Regions from separate parts of the Sus scrofa genome. Here region 2 is linked to region 1. A link is a contact called in public Hi-C data. All regions are on one chromosome and are shown on one strand. The core of a region is the stretch at or near the end of the contact, and the rest is flanking DNA. Distances in the headings are between cores, read along the strand shown. Region 1 overlaps MYO16 (unconventional myosin-XVI). Region 2 has its middle 270 kb from the start of IRS2.

Region 1 (4,574 bases), core at 525-3,024:
GCATCTGGCTCTGCCTGGCAGTGGATCCCAGCCCTGTTGGTGCTCTGCCACACAAAGATATCATTATAAAAACACATGCTCGGAGACTCCTTGTAAAAATGAATGTCCTGGCATCTCCCTAGCACAGGATTACATTGGCATCTGAAGCCAGAAGGAATCTTTTTGAACCAGATAACTATTCATTTTATATGACTTCCAGAATAATATTTATTATTTTCTCGGCTGGAGCTAAACAGCCACCCCAATTTCTCAATTTCATTATGTATTCATTGGCCCGATGTAAAATTAAGTGAGGAAGTGTTTGTCTATTTATCTATTGAATACCAGCAGTTCACTTGGCATTGGACAACCAGATGGAGTAACAGAAGAAAAATAATAATTCCGCACTTAATTAAATAATCACTGCTGGAATTTAAATGGTAAGGGAAAGAGAGAGAGAGAGAGAAAGGGGGGCAGGGCAAATGTAAATCTTTGATGGTTTTAAGTAAAGTACATTCTGTTTTGCAGGGGGGAGCAGTGGGGAAGTCCCAGCAGTTTGATGCATCAGTAACTCTCTATTAAGATGGATTTCCCAGAAATTATCATTCAGATTGAAATTCTGGTTTTGTGATTTGCTTAATAATCAGAGTGTGAAAAATGCATTCAGCCAATGCCTGCTAGCAAATGTGGCAGTTCTTAAGACGTCTTGGGATTGTGTGAGATTCTTTTTAAGTAATAATGATGAGCCTCCATCGTGCTTATGGATCACGAAGCAGGGGCTGGAAGGATGGGGGGCTTTCTCAGGATGCACCGGGTACCGCAGTGCCACGGGCATCCTCCAGCCTCCGCGGGTGGGCTGTATACCAAAGGGCTGTGATTATGTCTCCTGGAGCTGGCTCATTGTTACCATCCAAATAATGCAGCTGGGTCTGTCTGGGGGGGCTCTTTGTGTTTGTCCCCCCAGAGCTGAAGACAAGGCTGGACCCAGGCACTTCCACTGCAGCTCCGTCCCGGTGCCCCTGGCGGTGGACGGCCTGGTCCAGTCCCTGGCTAGTCCATCCACCCGATCTCCTTCTCTGCACTCCGTGTTCAGCCTGGATGACAGCAGTAGCCTCCCGTCACCACGGAAACAGCCTCCGCCCAAGCCGAAGCGGGACCCCACCACGCGGCTGAGCGCCTCCTATGAGGCTGTGAGCGCCTGCCTGTGGGCTGCGGCCAGGGACTCAGCCAGTGAAGGTGAGCCCAGGGGAAGGAAGAGAGAGATCTGCCCCCCCTGGGTTACTGATGCCTGATTTCCCGTCTTTGGGTGCCCGGGGCAGTGCTGTCCACCCCACCCCCCAATACATTTTTAATAGAATTAAATCCATCAACGGCTTGCCAGGGGGCCCTTTGAATCATTAAATATAAATAATATTGCATTCAGTTCGCTAAGCCTCTTAGGGAAAAGCTACTTACATATGATTTCCTTAAGTCCTAGCCCAACTTCGACAGTGCATGAGGAGCCTTCAACCAGAACAATTCAGAAAGTCGGCCTCTAGTCCGTGTCAATGTTTGCTAATTAAAAAGCTAACATAATTCATCTGGCTTCCCCGTTATCGGCACCTAATTAAACATTAAGCCCGGGGAAACGGCGCAGGCAGAGGAGAACCATGACTCGGCAAAATGCAGTGGGGGTGAAAGTGGGGACAAGAGAACCACAGTGTCTGCCTTGCTGGACGGACATACTTGCGCAAAACCACAGCCCTCTCCGGATCAGATCTCTCCCAGAAGAGGTCATGCGATGTTTTTGCTTCATCGTTCGTTCTGAGCGTGGTTGGGAAGCGCAGAGGGAAGTCCTTCTCTGCGGCACATCAGCCGCACAGCCTTGAGTTACTGCCCTCAGAGGGAGGCCCTACTGAGGCCCGGAGGAGCACAATAAATGAATGAATAAATAAATAAATAAATGCCCTCGGGGCGGCAGGTGGTGAGCACAGTAAGCAGGTAAACACACAGCGTATTTGTCTTCCAAGCGGGTGGCTGCCGAGAAAACACGGTAGGGGGTGGCGGTGTTCTCAGGTGACTTCGGGGTGAGAGCGCTGAACTCCCAGACCTCAAGGGCCAGCTGGATGGAGGTCCCCAGTCCCTGTCCCTTTGGAGAAAACATTCGGCAAGGAGCCTGGGAGTGGTGGAGCGTATCAAGTGTGTACAAGAGAGAAGCCTGGGCAGGCGGGGTGGGGCAGAGCGACAGACAGACAGAGACAGAAAGGGGGAAGAGAGTGCCGCCTGTTTTGGGGGTGATTTAAATCCGTCCGATGGGGGCCCTCCTTCCAGGTTTCCTCTGGCCTCTTAAGCCCACCTTGGGCCTGACTCCGGGCCCTCATCTGTGTGACAAGCATCTTTTAGCCAGGATGGATTCTAGCGCAGAATGGATGGATTCTTCTCCCAGGATGGTTTCTGGGAAGCCGACGGGATGTGCTGTGGTCTGGTGCCCCTCTCCCTTCTCTGGCCCCTGAGGAACCTTTCTGCGCATGTGTGGTTCTGGAGGGCTCCTTGACCTCAAGAGTGAGAACTATCTGGTTGGAGTTCTGTGGTGGCTCCGTGGGTTAAGAACCAGACAAGAGTGTTGGTGAGGATGCGGGTTCCATCCCTGGCCTCACTCAGTGGGTTAAAGATCCGGCATTGCCACAGGCTGTGGCATAGGCTGCAGATGCGGCTTGAACCCCAGATCCCAAGTTGCTGTGGCTGTGGTGCAGGCTGGCAGCTGCTGCTCTGATTCGGGCCCTAGCCTGGGAACCTCCATGTACCACAGATGCGGCCCTAAAGAAAAAAAGAGGGGGGGAGAAGTTTCATGTAGAAAGTCCTTCTTTTATCCAGGCAGGACCCAGCTCCTCCTTAATCCTGCCACAAAATCTGTCTTGACACTATCTTTTCACCGGGGACATATTCCAGTTGCTCAGCCTGGGCCCCTTCTAGCTCCCACCTCAGGGGTGGAGGGTGACATTCTAAATGAAATGACGACATAGGTGTCCCCAGAAAAGATTGTGTGAGCACAGGAGGGGGCACAATTTCTTTGGTGAATAAACGAGCTCCAAATGCAAAAGCACAACAAAGCCATAAGCTCGTCTTTGGGAAAGACGGTTGGTTGACGCCAAGGAGGTGGTGGATGCACAGAAGCCTGCAGCCGTCAGCGGCTGCGTGTGGACTCTAGTTTCATCTGCAAAGACGCCCTTTGCCGGTTGATTTAGAAAGAACAGATCTCAGGGAGAAGTTTTTAAACAGTCGCCATTGTGATACATGAGTCGTGTCACAGCGCTGCTTAGATGGGGGGGTTCATCACTTTGGGGAGAAGAGGACGCGTGTGTGTTTGCAGCATCGTGGTAATAAGGACAATAGCAGGAACATGAGAAAAGTCGCCTGGAGGAAGGTCTTCAGCTGGAGGCAGATGTGAACACAGGTAGAGGGCGAGGGCCCAGCGCAGAAGCAAGCTGACCTCCCGTTCTCCGGGGCCTGTGAGTTGCAGCCCCGTGTAAAGTGCAGCACCAAGAAGAAAGGCTGAAGTTTGGATAAGGCGGCCTCACCGTAGCCTGTAAAGCCCCAAATGCATTCTGCTTGTGTGCAGATGAAAAGCCTACCTGCCCGGGAGGTGAGATTTTAGAGAAATCAGCGGAGAGAAAACAAAATATTGAGGACAGAGTTGCGTTCTCTCCTATGTGCAACCACAACAACAAAAAAAGATATCCAAGAACCACAAGAGATAAAAACACACATAAAAGCAAATGACAGGAAAAACAAAACAAAACAAAAAAAACACCAGTAATGAAGAGGAAGCAAGAAAGACCACAGGTGGGAGACTCTGAGGTTCCTGCTACCGTGAGGCATCTCGGGGTTCTTAAGGCCGGCTGTTTAAAATGCACGATGCAAGAGTGTGAGGCTGGCAAGACTTTTATATAAACTGTAGGTTCTTGGAACTTAATTTCAGCTCACATGTGGCTCTAAGATGCTTTGGGTGTCTCCCCGCTGAGGCCCACTCCAGGAAAACTCACATTTTGGAGACTCGTGGCAGGCCAGTCAGTAGAGCAGTGCCTTCTTTATTTTATTTCTTTTGACAGCTGCACCTGCAGCATATGGATGTTCTTGGGTTGGGGTCACATTGGAGCTGCATCTGAGGGTCTGACCACAGCCACAGCCACCCAGGATCTGAGCCACATCTGCGACCTCTAGGGGGTCTTGCTGCAACACCGAATCCTTAACCCAGCGAGCGAGGCCAGAGATCAAACCTGCATCTTCACAGAGACAGTGTCGGGTCCTTAACCTGCGAAGCCACAATGGGAACCCAGTTCCTTTTCTGTCCACGTCATTGGTTCTTTCCTACAAGTCGTGATTCCTGACCCGGATTGCTTCTAAGATTTTAGTTTCGGAAGAATGAAGCTTTCCAGCTCCTACGCCAGATGCTCTGACTTGGTAGCTATAGAGTAGGACAGGGACTGTGCTATTTCCGTTCTCAGTAAAGGACCCCAGGTGATCCGAGGTCGATGAAGCTCAGGCTACGCTCTGAGGAGCCCTGCTCTGTACCTCATGATCAATTTCCACTTCTGTAGTAACAATACGATGCTGGC
Region 2 (4,574 bases), core at 1,368-3,867, 180 kb after region 1:
GCTGCCCCATCCCTGAACGGATTCCTAATCCTCAGCATTGCCAGACAACCCAGCATTAGATGTAACAGGCCGGGGAGAAAAAGCTCACTAGTATTAAAGACACAGAATGAACCCTGAGAGGGTCGCGGGATGAGGTCAGAAAAGACCTGTGAGTAAAACACGGAAGGCACAACTTGGCTGGCTTTTACCCTCTTTCTCCAATCCTGTATTTTCTCCTATGGTGATAGCAGATGACGGCGTTGTATTTTGAATTTGTGCTCTTTTCTTTCTCTAAATTGATTATCCTTAGAAACAGCATTAAGTAGCTTTGAAGGTATGATTTCTGTAGCAGCCAAAGAAGCCATCATAATTTAAAACTTCAAGTACTGGTCATTTCTACGCTTTTATGACAATAGCACTGTGAAAAACACCCTTCTAAATAACTCTGTTTCAAGATGACTTATGATAAATTACTGTTAATTTTAAAAAATTCATGTATTCAGACCCTAATAAGATCGCAAGTTCTTTTGCTGGGAACTCTGTCATATACTGCAACCATATTATATAATATGTATCGTAAAAAATCATTGACAAGCTGAGGTCTACAATTGGTGCTTCCCAGGAAGTTGCATCTCGATAATAACTTGGACATTAGAAAATTAGGATTTCTTTTAGAGAGTCTATCCATAAAATAAGCATATAGCCAAGCAGAGATAGAAAATCAGTTTAAAGAAACAGATCCGTTCTCATGCCTACAAAAGCTAACTTCAGAACGGTGTGAGGAGGACGGTAGGGAAGGATAGTGCTGTAAACACAGACAAAATTATAGTAACTGACACAAAAGAAGGCTTTGATTATCCATTGTTTAGGGAGTAGAGCTTCATTCACATACTTCAAAGCATTCTTTTCCCATGGGCAAACCTATCTCATTTAAAGATTTAATGCCTATATGTCTCAAACTCATACAAAAAACTGATGAGATAGGAACTCTTTTAAACTCATTTCACAAGGCCAGCATGACCCCAATACCAAAGATGGATAAGAACACCACAAGAAAACTATCGACTGCTATCGCTGATGAACATAGATGCAAAAATTCTCAGCAAAATATTAGCTAAGCAAATCCAACAGCACATTCAAAGGGATATATACACCATGACCACATGGGTTTTATCCCTGTCATGCAAGGATGGCTCGACCTATGAAAATCAATAAGTGTGATAGACCTCATTAACAGAATAAAAGGTAAAAATCATAAGATCACATAAATGGATGCAGAAAAAGCATTGGACAAAACAGTAACATCCTTTCATAATAAAAACCCCCATCAAATTGGCTGTAGAAGAAACGTACCTCACATAGTAAAGGCTGTATGTGGCAAGCCCACAGCTAGTATCATGAAATATGAGATTGAAATCTTCCCCTCAAAGATTAGTGATAAGACCTCGCCCACTCTCACTGCTTGTATCCAACATAGTAACAGAAGGCCTGGCCAGAGAAATTAGGCAAGACAAAGAAATGAAAGGCCGAGTTCCCATCATGGCTTGGCAGAAACAAATCTGACTGTCATCCATGAGGACACAGGTTCAATCCCCGGCCTCACTCAGTGGGTTAAGGATCTGGCGTTGCTGTGAGGTGTGGTGTACGTCACAGATAAACCTGGGATCCCACATTGCTATGGCTCTGGTGTAGGCCGACAGCTGCAACTCCAATTCAACCCCTAGCCTGGGAACCTCCATATGCCATGCGTGCAGCCGTAAAAAGACAAAAAATTTTTTTTTTTTTTTTTAAGAAATAAAAGGCATACAAAGTGGGGGAAAATGAGATAAAATTGTTATCAGCAGATGATAGGATTTTCTATATAGAAAATCCTAAAGACCCAACCAAAAAACTGTTGAAACTACTCAATGAATTCAGTGAAGGTGCAGGATATAGTGAACATGCGGAAATCAGGTGCATTTCTACACTTTAACAAGGAAATATCAGAAAAAGAAATAAAATTACTTTCTCTCCGTAGTTGGATGGATGCATAAGGAGCCTCAGGCAGTAACTACTAGATTCTTTTCTCCTTCTGGATCTTCCAGCCTATTCCTGATGTGATTTGGTCCCCAGGGGAGAAGAAATTTGGCAGTTCTGACGCTCAGGCTCCTGGACCTTATGAAGTTATTTCTCACAGAGATTAGGCGACAACACAGAGTCACTCCATGAGTAATGATTTTGTGGGCAGTACCGATTTGCCAGACTCTGGGTCACACCTTGGGGGTATAAGGAGGAGACAAATAGACCTTCCCCTTGGGGAGTTGACTGTCTTAGGGGAAGCAGCGGGGGGCACAGTCCACTTGAGCACAGTGTGAGGTTTCCTCTGACCAGGTTACCAGGTTAAGCCAGTCCAGGGGCGGTGGGAAGCCATGGGAGGCCCCTGGAGAGCAGAGGCGGGGTCATCAGAGTTCCCATCGTGAGAACAAATCTGGATGAAAACGCGGTGAGTGTAACCGAGAAGGTAAGCAGTGACGTTGGTGGCAGGGATGGAAATGAGGCACAAGTGGCTTCTGCTTAAGGAAACATGTACAAGTCACTTCATGCTCAGGAAGCTGCAAATCACCCCGAGGGGCTGGCACACAGACCGTGACGTTACAGTCCATGGGGAGAGGAGGCTGAGCACAGGGCCAGGAGCCCTCACTGCCAGGCCGAGGAGCGGACTGCAGGGCTTATAAAATAAAATAAAATAAGACTTGACCATCTCTTCCTTAAATGTCTCTGTAATTTATTACGTGCCTGCACTACTCCGTGTAAATACACACGCTGTGCTACAAGCGGAAATTAGGAAACGGGGCCCTGGCTGCCAGGTCCCTTGGCTAGAGTCACAGCGGCAGGAGCTTCAGAGCGGGCGCCCAGCCCCAGTGTCCCTGACCCTGGGGTCCTCCTGTTGCACAGTCTTGTCCCGCAAGGGACCGGACGTGGGCGTGGGGGGGGCCCTGCGTGTGACCAGTGCTGCTTCTGGCTGGGGATGACCTCAGGCAAATCAACAAAGGTGACACTGGCTTCAGGGCCACCCTCTGCTAGAGACAGTTGGGAAGATTCTGCTAGGTCTAAAGCGCTCTGTTTTTAATGACCCAGTTTTAGCTCCAGGCTCCAGCAGATGTGTAGTTTAAGCAAGCCTCAGATGAAAGTGCTTAGGTCAAAGCCATGGCTAAAAGCAGCAGTCGGCCACGTCTGGCGAAGAGAGGCTTCGGCAGAAATGTCCTGAAGAGCATTTCGTGGCAGCAGAGAGTGATCTGGACACTCGTTAAATGAAAACGGCAGCCCGACAAATGGCTAAGCTGCATATCGGGTGTTATATTTTATACACAAACACAGACGGTAATGTATGAATGGAAGGAAAAACACTGGAAGAGTGAAGGCTGGGTCAGAACACAAACCGTGGGCGTTCCTGCTGTGGTGCAGTGGGTTCAGAAGTTCAGAATCTGACGGCTGCAGATCAGGGCTCTGCAGAGACGCAGGTTTGTTCCCGGACCACCTGCTGTAGTGGGTTAAAAGATCCCTCTTCCTCTCTCCCCGCCCCCTCCCCCTCTTCCTCTCCCGTCCCCCTCCCTCCTTCCCTCCCCCCTTCCCCCCCTCCCTCCCCCCACCCCTTCCAGTGCAACAGGCCACATCTACCTGCTGGAGTGCATTTTCTCTTCTCATGAGGTTAATGTTCTAAACGAACAAATGTGTTACATCAATGCAATCAATACACTCTGAGTCTCATGACCGTCAGAGTTATGGAAATGTATTTCGTACCTCGTCCCTGTTCAGCTTAAAATCAATAAAAATCCATTATCTAATATTTCAACTGCTACACACCAGAGAAACAGTTAGAAATAAATCTCTCTAAAGGAAAAATTAAACTGTCTTACACGATTACAAATTATTGACATTTACTTCTTATCATATCATACCTGGTGGGAAATTATTGGTAATTAAGTGTAGAATAGATCAGCCTCAAAGGAAAAGAAATGTTGAATTGTCAGATTAAGACATTCTGTATGCATTACTGACTGTTTCACTGAATCTTAAGATTTTAAGAGACACACACTGGTTCAATATTATTGGTTACTGTTTCTAAACATTGATTTAATTCCAAAACATGCAACTAGGCATCACAGACCACTAATATTAAGTTAAAAAATACTTATTATAACAACCTACAGCTGCCAGATTTAGACACAAAGTAAAAGAGACACAAAGAGGTTTAGCTATTTGAAGAATAACACCCAACAAAACTGAGAATCTGCTGAAAAAAGTTGAGATCAGATGCACTGTTTGTCAGGAATAAGAAATTCTTAAGCTGAGAGTGGCCACAAGTGGGTGTTGATTTCTTGATTTCTTTCTTTCTTTTTTTTTTCTTCATTTTTGTAGACTTATTTGTATTATTATTATTATTATTTTGCCTTTTCTAGGACTGTACCCGTGGCATATGGAGGTTTCCAAGCTAGGGGTCTAATCAGAGCTGGAGCCACTGGCCTACACCACAGCCACAGCAACTCGGGACCCAAGCTGCCTCTGCAACCTACACCACAGCTCACGGCAACGCCGGATCGTTAACCCACTGAGCG

Evidence for each region. Hi-C and Micro-C count contacts between places; a contact is called where the count stands out from the background.
Region 2: a Hi-C map of liver shows a contact between it and region 1, with 1.8 times the contacts expected there. The contact joins two enhancer-like sites. A contact is called at or near these places in 2 of 47 Hi-C or Micro-C datasets (embryonic fibroblasts and liver).

What each region holds. Positions count from the first base shown.
Region 1 is chr11:76,202,982-76,207,555 of Sscrofa11.1, forward strand. It overlaps MYO16 (unconventional myosin-XVI), which reads left to right. Exons shown (of 37, transcript XM_021065905.1): 32 at 944-1,215. Among named protein-coding and RNA genes, the nearest start is that of IRS2, 450 kb to the right of the region's middle. Within about 2 kb of position 1,775, at least 10 of the 83 cell types and tissues checked have an H3K27ac peak or open chromatin away from gene starts, as enhancers often do. A contact at or near this core is called in liver, where this site is marked.
Region 2 is chr11:76,380,759-76,385,332 of Sscrofa11.1, forward strand. No RefSeq gene overlaps it. Among named protein-coding and RNA genes, the nearest start is that of IRS2, 270 kb to the right of the region's middle. Within about 2 kb of position 2,618, at least 9 of the 83 cell types and tissues checked have an H3K27ac peak or open chromatin away from gene starts, as enhancers often do. A contact at or near this core is called in liver, where this site is marked.